3 separate regions of the Pan troglodytes genome follow, and all the other regions are linked to region 1. A link is a contact called in public capture Hi-C data. All regions are on one chromosome and are shown on one strand. The core of a region is the stretch at or near the end of the contact, and the rest is flanking DNA. Distances in the headings are between cores, read along the strand shown.

Region 1 (3,868 bases), core at 815-3,314:
ATTTATGCAGGACAATCGGAAAGATTGGGCAAAAGCTGGCTTTGGCTTTCTTTGTTTAGGCTATCTTTGGTTGAGAAAGTGGAAGGGAAAGTTCAAAGATCCAGAAATGGTAAGAAGAAACAAGAAAGCCATTAAGTTTGGTTTATTTTCTCAAGTTGATTATTTATGGCTAGTAGTCCACAGATGAAGAATTTTAATGATCGAAACCTAGAAATATGTGTTGTGCTATTTTGAGCCTGTTTCATTAAAATGTAAGACTGCTAGAGGTATGAAGAGAAACTTTTGTTGTTTAAAAATAGCATTCGATATTGACAATCTTTTCAAAGTTGCTCATAATCACCATTTAACTGAGTGGATTTTATTTCTGGATACCAAAAGATATGATGATGCTTTTGTTTCTTTTTTTGTTCCTCTTTTTACAGATAAAGCACACCCTGTCTACATGCACTTTCATTATGCTCTGTTGCAGGAAATTAGCTAACATTTGTGGAATGTGTCATCTTTTACTGCTCAAGGGTTTTGTTTTTCATCCTTTTACAGAAAGGATTGTTCTTAGCACCTTACCAAGAGCGCATCAATATAGTCACGCCACAACTGATGGGCATTGTCTGTTATATTCATAAAACAGTGTGCAAAAGGCTTCTCAGCCTTCTTTACATAATACAGCGAGTGTCAATAAACAGAGTTTTGTTGTTTTTTTTTTCCAACAAGCATAGACATTTTATTGGCCAGGTGTGGTGATTCACGCCTGTAATCCAAGTGTTTTGACAGGAGGATGGTTTGAGGCCAGGAGTTTGAGACCAGCCTGGGCAACATAATGAGACTCAGCTCTATGGAAAAAAAAAAAAAAGTAAAAAATTAGCTGGGTGTGTCTCACGTGCCTGTGATCCAAACTACTCGGGAGGCTGAGGCAGACGGCTTGAGCCCAGGAGTTTGAGGTTACAGTGAGCTATGATTGTGCCACTGTACTCCAGTCTGGGTGATGGAGTGAGACTCTGTCTCTAAAAAACAAAAAATGGACATTTTATTATCATCAGGCTTACTATGAAGACTAGCAATTGGTAACTCAAGTTCTGCACTGAAAATTTATATTTTAAGATGGTTTTTTTCACAAAAGGAGCTTTTCTTTGTCTAATATTTAAGTCAAGATTCTTGTTCCTGGCTTCAGTATCTCTGCAGTATGTTCATATATTCCTCTGTGTGTGTGTGTGTGTGTGTGTGTGTGTACATATGCATATACACATATATACTCATACCTGCATGCAGGTTCCATTGCTGTTTATCATGTAGGAATTTTTTTTCTCATCAGTGACATGGTTTAGTGACCCATCTTCATTAACTATATCACGAACATTCAGGGACACAACAAAACTAACAAGATCAGAATAAATTATTCATCCAAAATCCAGTTTTCCTTCTGGTAACCAAGTACTTAATGATCAGAACAGAGAAAGAGTCTTGCCTTTGCTAGAGGCTAAACTTAATAAATGAGACTGTTTAAATGAAAATATTCAGGATTGTAAAGGTAAAGATAAATGTTATGTTTGCTGTATTTACAGCTCCTTTGTATGATGCTGTAGCATTTAAAGCCCAATATCCATGTAGGAAATGATGAAGAAGATTGGCAATCAATTGGGAAATTGAATGGGGATGTAACTTTACAGCTGTGGGTTTTAACCAAACCCAATGGTTGTTTTACTACCAGAAGAGTGATTCTGTGGCATATATTTCTTGCAGAAAAGAAAGAGGAGGGATAAACATGTGAGTGCATGTGTCTGCGTATGACAGGGACAGAGAATAAGGAAGCATAAGAATTTTGAGATAATCAGTAGGGAGGGAAAGGGAGAGATGAGCAGGGAGGGAGATGTTAGATTGGCTGTCACAGTGAGGCTGATATTTTAATTTCTCTTTTTTATTCCCCGTGCTCATTTTGGCTCCAAGTCGCTGAGGCCGTTTCTTCATGAGTTTTAGTATTCTAGTCTAGTGAGACACACAGGGAGATGAGCAAACAAGACTTCAGTGTGAGCCCATCGATTGCTGAAGGGACCCTCGTCTGGCAACATCATTCCTGCATTTTGAGGTCAGCAGTTCTCAGGAAGCTAGGCTGGCTCAGTGCTTGGGATCCGCAGTGGAGGCTGACGCTCCCCACCAATCATCCAGTGAGCACAGGCAATTCTATCTTCCCACTGCTCTAATGATAATGCATTCCTTCCCTTTGAAACACTTAATTTTCAGATTTTGATAACTTCTGCCCACCTTAACTCCTATCAATCAGACTTTATGTAACAGCACTGTGTTTGGTTCCTGAAATGAAATACATTCTTCCGAACAGCTATAAGTGGAACAGGCTTAGAAAGAAGAGTGGATGTCAAATACTGTTTGTCATATCCTAGTAAGAAGTAGACTTTCATATGTAACACATGATCCCAGTGTAGCTTGATATAAATGGAAGATTTAAGTGAAAGAGGTCTATAATTTTGTTGGCAAAATAAAGAGAAATTTCCCTTATGTTAAGACCAAGTAGCCAAAAGTACCTCTGAAAATGGTAGACCTAATTCAATGAAAATCCCTCTGAAATTCTACCAGAGCTTTCGTGATTGTGTTAGTGAAACTCATCAGGTAAGGCTGGAGCTATGAGGATTCTCATCATTAACTTAATGGGGTTTGAGACTCAGATGCTTGAAAATGTGTAAGGTGGTTTGCTGATTTAATGTGAAACCGGAACTGTTGCCACCAGCCGCTCCTACCCACCCCATGTCCTGCCATTCCCATTGTAAGACATGTGTTAATGAGAACTGAATATCACGTGATGGCATCATTGGATCAGTTTGGGAGCCATTATCATACCACCCATGTGTGCTTGCTTTTGCAGTTATGTATTTTCTGGTGAGCAGTTGGAGTTCTTCCTTCAGTTACGAAGTGTGAGTTAATAGATGACACTCTATCCTAGACACTAGGTGGCGGCAGACTGCTGAGATAAACCATTACCCAAGGGACCGAGAGGCTCAAACCTGTTCCCCAATACTCAAAAGGCAGATGAAAATGGCAGGTGGATAAAACTGAATGGTATGAAACAACACACGCAAGATTGCAAATTTTCAAAGGCATGAATCACTATTGCATCCCCCAAAATCGTGTGAAGCTGCTTAAAGCTAACTTTACTTTCTTTAAAACGTCCTGGAGCAGTTATCACCCAATGGCCCTAATACCGTATCCAGTTTTGTTACTTCTCTGGAGCCAAAGGTAGACACCCAGATATAGCTTCTCTCATTTATCATGAAGGGTTAACTCTAAATCTGTATTGTCATCAAATCTCTTTTTTTGTTTTAAACATGTTTATAGTTGTTTTAAGTGGTAATATTTAAGTTCAAATAATTAATAGCAATATTTATTAATACAATCAGCCCAATGCTTGAGTAAAAATGCTGAAAAAAGTATAAGATGTTCAACTGTGTACAAAGCACCACTCAATGTTTTCTAAGAATATTAATTTCTTATGAAAGACTAATAATAGATTATCAATATAGTTTTAAATATTAAATATAGAACCAAATAAGATTTGACAATGAGAATTTAAAGACCATCATACCGTATTGGTGCACATGACATTCTAATTTTCATTTTTTTTTCCTATAAATGTTTCCTGTAATATGTCTTTGTGAATTGTTTTTTCCACTCAGTTTTAACTCCTAATCAGACCCAGCCCCACCTTGGAGAAGTCAACATCTTTAAGATGTGGAACATTTTAAGATTTATTTAAACTGATGACCAGCTAAAGATAAATAAGATAAATCATAAATATAATAAAAATAAAGAAGAATAAGAAAGCAAATAAAGAAATAAATAATTTTAAAAGAATAAAAACAAA
Region 2 (3,868 bases), core at 958-3,457, 960 kb after region 1:
AGACCAGCCTGACCAGCATGGAGAAACCCCATCTCTACTAAAAATACAAAATTAGCCAGGCATGGTGGCACATGCCTGTAATTCCAGCTACTGGGGAGGCTGAGGCAGGAGAATCGCTTGAACCTGGGAGGTGGAGGTTGTGGTGAGCTGAGATCGCGCCATTGCACTCCAGCCTGGGCAACTTCCAGAGTGAAACTGTCTCAAAAACAAACAAACAAAAAGAAATCTCTGGTGCGGCTGGGCACGGTGGCTCACACCTGTAATCCCAGCACTTTGGGAGGCCAAGGCGGGTGGATCACCTGAGGTCAGGAGTTCGAGACCAGCCTGGCTAACATGGTGAAACCCTGTCTCTACTAGAAATACAAAAAATTACCCAGTTGTGGTGGCACACACCTGTAATCCCAGCACTTTGGGAGGCCGAGTCGGGCAGCTCACTTGAGGTCAGGAGTTGGAGACCAGCCTAGCCAACATGGCAAAACCCCATCTCTACTAAAAACACAAAAATTAGCCAGGCGTGGTTGCGCACACCTGTAATCCCAGCTACTCAGGAGGCTGAGGCAGGAGAATCGCTTGAACCCGGGAGGCAGATGCTGCAGTGAGCCGAAAACATACCACTGCACTCCAGCCTGAGCAACAGAGCGAGACTCTGTCCCCAACTCCCCCCAGAAAAGAAAAATCTCTGGTTCCATCAGAACCAAGAGTGGCCCAACACAGGGCTGACCAGTCCAGCTTCCTGGTCATGGAGGTCACACTGATGCTAATGGATCAAGTTGGCAAGCTTGACATTTAATGTAACACTGCTAGCATCAGATTATTTGGGGCCAACGTTCCCCCAGTGCTTAAGAATCACTGTTATAAATTCTTCTTCCTTGCAGCTCTCAGAACTGATCCCTCCTCTCTTTGGCACGTATCTCTGCCTCAGTTCCAGCTCTCAGCCCCCTCCCTGAATCCCACAGCACCTCCCAACTATGTCCCTGCCTTCAATCTGCCCCCATCATCCCCAATCCCTACATTGCTGCCAGAGTGAGCTCTCTGACATGTCTGTCCGAGGTGGTGGATATTATTGGGTGTCTCTCAGCATCATTCTGTCTTCTTCTTTAAACAGAGACTGGATTTCGTTCAGACACCTAAATCTCCCACCTTTGCCATATGCTTCTAGGAAAGCTGTCTCTTCTTCCTTTTCCTTGGGCAGGCCTGATTGATCGAAGAGTTAGCCTATCCACTTACCAGTGACTGTTTTAATATTGGTCCATGTTTCAGTTCTGGACAATGTTCTGGAAGGAAAGGTTTGTGGCTGCTTCTGGGAATGTTCTTCACTCCTTATCTGCAGGCCATGAAACGTGTAAAATTCTGCCATGACACTATCACACTGCCTTACTCATTTATGTGTTTGGATCCCTACAGAGACTGTAAGCTCATAGCGTAGGCCTTCTCTTACTCTACTCTTCATCCCACTCCTAATACTGGCACATAGTAGACCTTCAAATAACAGTTGCTGAATGAATGAATGAATGAAGGAATGATGTTTAAGTTATCAAGGGTGGTGAATCTTCCCAAAGCACTTCCTAACAGACAAAGGGACAGAGATCCTGCTCCACAATAAAAGAGCATCCACTTATTGGTGATGTTTGCTATAAATTCACATCTGTTGCAGCTGCCTTTTCCAGAACACAATGCCAGGCCAGATGTCAACCTTCTTTCCTAAGTAGGAAGTGTTTCCTAAGTCACATACACAAGAAGACCTCTCTACAGGATGTTATGATTGCCCCTTAAAGGCAGCAACAAAGCAAGGTTTTAGGACACCAGAGTCAGATGCACTTTGAACACCCTGTCTTCTCAGCAGAGGCAACATCATGTACTGGCCTGAATCATGAAAATCAACAAGACAGGTAGTACAGAAGGGTATGAACTTGAAGCAGAAGGGACCCTGGCCTCACCGGCAGGGCATTACAATTTGAAGTGGACATAAAGCATAATCACCAAAGACATTAAATTAAAAATCCTGCCTGCCCCCATAAAGCCCAGAGGACAAATTAGTAGAGTTGTATACAGGCTGCAATGGAATCATTTGCAATTAAGAGCAGTAATTTAGCTTCTGTTCCTGTAATTACAACTGCTCCTGTGTGGACAGACAGATCCCTCATTGTGTCTGGAACAATCGCAGCATTCCAAACATAAAGCAAGCCAAAGTAGCATACCCCAGGGCCGCCTCTTTCAACAAGCTATCGCTCAACAGCCCCCCGGTGCAGCCGGCTTGAGGGCCCAGTTTCCTGCCATTGTTAGCCGGTTGAGCCTGGAATTCCATCCAAATGGGTTTGACCCCTTTGCTAAACAGCAGTGCATATTTCCCTGATTAGTATATTCCTGTGTTTAGATGGGAAGTGGCAAGGTTGGGGGAGGTGAAGGGAGAAAGACAAGGAAAATAATAAGGAAAAACAACTCCATTCTATTCATACAATGATGATAGCAACCTGGAACTCTGGCTTCATCTACAAGTGTAATATCCTTGCTACTCATGCATAAATAAATATTCATCCATCAAAAATTCTGTGTTATGTGCATGCAATAGACTAACCAGGCTAGGAATGAGCATGCACACCTGACTTCATTAATAAGCAGTTATTGCTATGAGGGGGTCTGTTTATTCTAAGAACATGCAGAAAATTATAAACTATAATCTCCTTGTGGTTGTCCTTAATTACGTGAGTTCTGTTCCTCAAGGATATTTCCTTCTGACAATGACACTGAAGAGGGGCCTTTTGGTATTCGGCAGCTGGAGTGATTCCTGGATATATAGGACTGCCCTTCTCCACACCACATCTTCTCCCACCGTACCCTACTTCCTGCTGTTTCGTCTAATGCTACAGTTTCTATCCATTCATTTTGCCTTTTATATTAATCTGGAATTCCCTCTTACAGATCACTTCACCGTGTATTCCTTAGCAAACATTTTTATCACCACGTTTATTAATGTCTATTTGTTAATGACCCAAAGGCAGAGAAAAAATAATTCACCGTTTAAAGTCCTATGAGATTATCAAAATTAAAAACATATATGATTTAAAGACACCATCAAGAAAGTGAAAAAGCTCATAGAGTGGAAGAAAAGTTTCACAAATCATACATTTAATAAGGGACTTGTATCTAGAATATATAGGGAACTATGACAACTCAAGACAAATAACCCAGTTGAAAGCAGGCAAGAAGCTGAACAGACATTTTACCAAAGAAGACATACAAGTAGCCAGCAAGCACATGAAAAGACGTTCGGTGTCATTAGCCCCCAAGGATCAATCAAAACCACAATAGGATACCACTGTTACGTGCGGGTCTTTGTTCTTAGAGCTCCCAAGATATGGCGGGCCACTCTCAAGAGGGGGGCAAGCCTCTTATTCTCTGACCTGGGGTTCTTGGCCTCACGGATTCCAAGGAATGGAAGCTTGGGCCATGCGGTGAGTGTTATAGCTCTACTAGAAGCCGTGAGTCACAGAAGAGAACCCCGGAACCCAGCAACTAGCGTTCAGCTCGATTAGGATGAACCCTGGGCCCTTAGCCATGCAGGAACAATAGCGAGCCTCCAGCCCGATTGGGAGCGGCAATGGGCATCTTGCTGGATCAGAAGCACAGCGGACAACCTGACGGATCCAGAGGGGTGGAAGTCAGCGGCGGGTCTGTGACGGCGGCAAACAGCAGTAGTGGACCGCGAACGAAAGCTCAGCTCGAGCCATAACAAACATGGACCAGAAGAGTGTGCAGTTGCAAGATTTAATAGAGCGGAAACAGAGCTCCCATACAATAGGAAGGGACCCAAAGGGGGTTGCTGCTCCCTGCCCGAATGCCTGGGTTTATATCCCGATCATTGTCCCTC
Region 3 (3,868 bases), core at 872-3,371, 590 kb after region 1:
CGGACACTGTCTCACTTATGTCCCCAATTTGTTTCCTGCCCTTAACCTAACAATTATTCTTATAACTTTTCTAGTAAACAACCTCTAAGAGCAAAGAAGTAGATACTCCATCTCCTTATGAAAGCAGTCTGTGCAGGCTTAATTTTCAAATCCATGCAAACTTTCTATACTCTTCCATGATAGATTCCGGTATTGCACATTTTTATGCTTGTCTAATACTTTAATATGTGTATACGTGTGCACACACAGACAAGTATATGTATTTTTCCCCCAAGTAAAATTCACATTCCTGAAAGATACATGTTACCCTGTAGCTTTGCACATCCGTAGGGATATATCTGTCCCAGCAGGAGAACCAAGAATAAATCAAAGAAAGATTACATTCTAAGAGGTGAAACTACCATGGAAGCATAAGAAAAATATAATTTGAGAAAGTATCAGGTATCTGTCTTTTAATACTGACTTGATTACCAAGCACAAGACAAACATTTCAGACTATTTCCCCCAGGAAGCCTAAAAAGAGGCGATGGGTTTCCTGAAAGCTCCTGAGCTGACGGCAGAAACAGTAGGGGCAAACTGGGCTGTGACTCCTCTTCTGGTCTCCCAATTTCCTCTCCCCGCATTTCTTATCTCATCGCATTAGAGATGTCTTCTAGTAAAGCAAAGCAGTGGATCACAGGTAGGGCACAACAAACCTGATATTCCAAACTGTCACAATGAGATATTAAAGATACGCTCAAAAATTAATCTCAGTAGCTGATGGTTACCTGCTTACTCTAACCCCCACATCCTTCCCAGGGCTCGAGTCCTTACAGACATTGTGAGGAGAGCAGAAGTTTCTAGGTGTCACCGCTGAGCACCAACCCCTCTGTCCCTTTGCTTACTCAGGGTTTCCCAGGGGGACCTAGAGCTTCACTCCCGTCCCCCGCTGCTGAGTGAGATACACTGGCTCAGAAGCCGCCGCTTCCCTGAAGTCTTCCCCTTCCCCATCAGAAGTCCCACTGAGGTGGCTTTAGTGTGCTTACTAGAGCTAATCTATTCCAATCTTTTCTTTAGTGGCTGTGAGTTCTTAATTACCTTAGTCAAGCAACTTTCTAAACGCTCACAGACAAGTCAGACACAATTTATTCCAAGCTCTCTTTGAAAACTTTAAAAATATCTTAAAGAAGCAAGTTTTCTTATTAAAACTTTTAACTCTACATATGAAATGCAGGCTTAAATCTGAGGGCCTTTCCTGATCTGATTCCTCCTGATTCTCCTGCTCCAGTATCCTGCCTCTCTGTCTCCTTCTCATCCCTCCTGAATAGAACTTCTTATGCTCTAGAAGTAGAGAACCATTTAAAGTTGCTCAGAGTCCCCAAGTTATTTCACAACCTGCTACCCCAGGATAAAATGCACTCACTTTGCCTTGTCAGCTTCGCAGATAACTTCCCAGCCTTAAGAACCAAATCCAGGTGTTAACTTTCCTTCCCTAAATCATCATTCTGCTTCACCCCAAACTGCGCCCCCTACAATGGGGACAAAATAATGACTTCCTATCTCTGTGGAATCTCCATACTATTCATTTCTCACCATAGTACATAGTTACATGTTTACCTATCAGCTCTTCAACTCCATTCTTCTTTCGAGACCTGTGTTTTATCATTTTATCCCTATCATAAGAACATGAAGTACATGAAGGTAGTAATGAGAGGTGACACCGTGCTGTCAGCCCTCACTCGCTCTCGGCGCCTCCTCCGCCTTGGTGCCCACTCTGGCCGCGCTTGAGGAGCCCTTCAGCCCGCCGCTGCACTGTGGGATCCCCTTCCTGGGATGGCCCAGGCCAGAGCCGGCTCCCTCAGCTTGCAGGGAGGTGTGGAGGAAGAAGCGCGGGCAGGAACCGGGGCTGCGCGTGGCGCTTGTAGGCCAGCTAGAGTTCCCAGTTGGCGTGGGCTTGGCGGGCCCCGGGCAGTGAGGGGTTAGCACCCAAGCCAGCAGCCGCGAAGGGTGCGCCAGGTCCCCCAGCAGTGCCAGCCCACTGGTGCTGTGCTCGATTTCTCGCCGGGCTTTAGCTGCTTCCCCGTGGGGCAGGGCTCAGGACCTGCAGCCCGCCATGCCTAAGCACCCCCCGCGCCATGGGCTCCTGCACGGCCCCAGCCTCCCCAATGAGCACTGCCCCCTGTTCCTAGGCGCCCAGTCCCATCGACCACCCAAGGGCTGAGTAGTGCAGGCACAAGGCGCAGGCAGCTCCACCTGTGGCCCCAGTGCGGGATCCACTGGATGAAGCCAGCTGGGCTCCTGAGTCTAGTGGGGACCTGGAGAAACTTTATGTCTAGCTAAGGGATTGTGAATACACCAATCGGCACTCTTTAACTAGCTCAAGGTTTGTAAATACACCAATCAGCACTCTCTATCCAGCTAATCTAGTGGGGACCTGGAGAACTTTTGTGTCTAGCTCAGGGATTGTAAACACACCAATCAGCACCCTGTCAAAATGGACCAATCAGCTCTCTGTAAAACAGACCAATTGGCTCTCTGTAAAACGGACCAATCAGCAGGATGTGGGTGGGGCCAGACAAGAGAATAAAAGCAGGCTGCCTGAGGCAACAGTTGCAACTGCTTGGGTCCCCTTGCAGGCTGTGGAAGCTTTGTTGTTGTGCTCTTTGCAATAAATCTTGCTACTGCTTGCTCTTTGAGTCTGTACTGCCTTTATGTGCTATAAAACTCACCGCAAAGGTGTGCAGCTTCACTCCTGAACCAGCGAGACCACGAACCTACCAGAAGAAACAAACTCCAAACACATCTGAACATCAGAAGGAACAACCTGTGGACACGCTACCTTTAAGAGCTATAACACTCACGGCGAGGGCCTGTGGCTTCATTCTTGAAGTCAGTGAGACCAAGAACCCACCAATTCCAGACACAGTAACAAACGTGCTGAGTTGAACATTTATTTGATACAGAAAGGAAAAGAGCCTATGGCCTGTAAATCTGTGTTTCTCAGGATAGTCATTTTATCTAGAATGTTATGAACATATATTTTAAATATGAAAAATGTTTAATATTTATGGCCTAATAACACCTTCAGATGAATCATGCACTCGTTCCTTCAACAAATATTTGGGCTGCCATTAGCTGCCAGGAACTGTGCTGGGCTAGGGCTGCTGCTCATCTGTATGCTGCACTTGTGCAAACTAGAACAGGGTGCCCTCCCTGGACAGATAAAGCAGGGCCCATGTCTCCAAATGCCCACCTCAGCTGGTACCCTTGGGTCTGGAGGCTTTTCCTACAGTAACAAATGAGAGTGAGTCTCTAGGGAGTTCAGATTCTAGTGAGGGGGACAGGCAAACACATTCAATTTTCAACGTTTTCTATGTGACTATAAAAAATCATATTTCCACACACCACACTTGTTCTCATGTAAATCTCCACCTCATTGAACACTGGTTACTACAATCATCAATTTGAACTTGGGCTGAGGCATCCACCTGAGGCAACAGAGATTTCTAGACAGGAAACAAGCACTATTTCCAGATTCACGGAGGCCATAAAATTGACTGCATTTTCAAAGATCACCTTATGGTGACTAGCCAAATTGATTTTACCAAAAAACATTTCAAATTAATCTATTTGATTTTTAAGTCACTTCTCCCCTACATATGCTTTAGAATTTTTTTTCTGTAATGGTAAATATTTCATAAAACACCATAGTCAGTTTGGAATTATTTGCTTTAATAGTTCTTGTTTTTAACACTACTACATTCTTATCTCCTGAAGTTTAATATAAAAGATAATTGCTATTCACCATTGATATAACACATGAGAACAATACAAATCTTTTTAAACAATAAGCTAGAATACACTTACTTTTCTACTATTAAAAGTATTC

Evidence for each region. Capture Hi-C pulls out chosen DNA fragments and counts their contacts.
Region 2: a capture Hi-C map of stem cell-derived neural stem cells shows a contact between it and region 1, with 8 times the contacts expected there. The contact joins two enhancer-like sites. A contact is called at or near these places in 3 of 7 Hi-C or Micro-C datasets (induced pluripotent stem cells, a lymphoblastoid cell line and stem cell-derived neural progenitor cells) and 1 of 1 other capture datasets (stem cell-derived neural stem cells).
Region 3: a contact with region 1 is called in a capture Hi-C map of stem cell-derived neural stem cells, with 7 times the contacts expected there. The contact joins two enhancer-like sites. A contact is called at or near these places in 1 of 7 Hi-C or Micro-C datasets (stem cell-derived neural progenitor cells), 1 of 1 datasets of contacts at active chromatin or transcription factors (stem cell-derived excitatory neurons) and 1 of 1 other capture datasets (stem cell-derived neural stem cells).

Annotation. Positions count from the first base shown.
Region 1 is chr5:18,558,162-18,562,029 of NHGRI_mPanTro3-v2.0_pri, reverse strand. No RefSeq gene overlaps it. Among named protein-coding and RNA genes, the nearest start is that of PHACTR1, 110 kb to the left of the region's middle. Within about 2 kb of position 2,064, at least 3 of the 24 cell types and tissues checked have an H3K27ac peak or open chromatin away from gene starts, as enhancers often do. A contact at or near this core is called in stem cell-derived neural stem cells, where this site is marked.
Region 2 is chr5:17,595,575-17,599,442 of NHGRI_mPanTro3-v2.0_pri, reverse strand. No RefSeq gene overlaps it. Among named protein-coding and RNA genes, the nearest start is that of TMEM170B, 110 kb to the right of the region's middle. Within about 2 kb of position 2,207, at least 5 of the 24 cell types and tissues checked have an H3K27ac peak or open chromatin away from gene starts, as enhancers often do. A contact at or near this core is called in stem cell-derived neural stem cells, where this site is marked.
Region 3 is chr5:17,963,739-17,967,606 of NHGRI_mPanTro3-v2.0_pri, reverse strand. All of the region lies in intron 2 of HIVEP1 (HIVEP zinc finger 1), which reads right to left. Among named protein-coding and RNA genes, the nearest start is that of HIVEP1, 9.8 kb to the right of the region's middle. Within about 2 kb of position 2,121, at least 1 of the 24 cell types and tissues checked has an H3K27ac peak or open chromatin away from gene starts, as enhancers often do. A contact at or near this core is called in stem cell-derived neural stem cells, where this site is marked.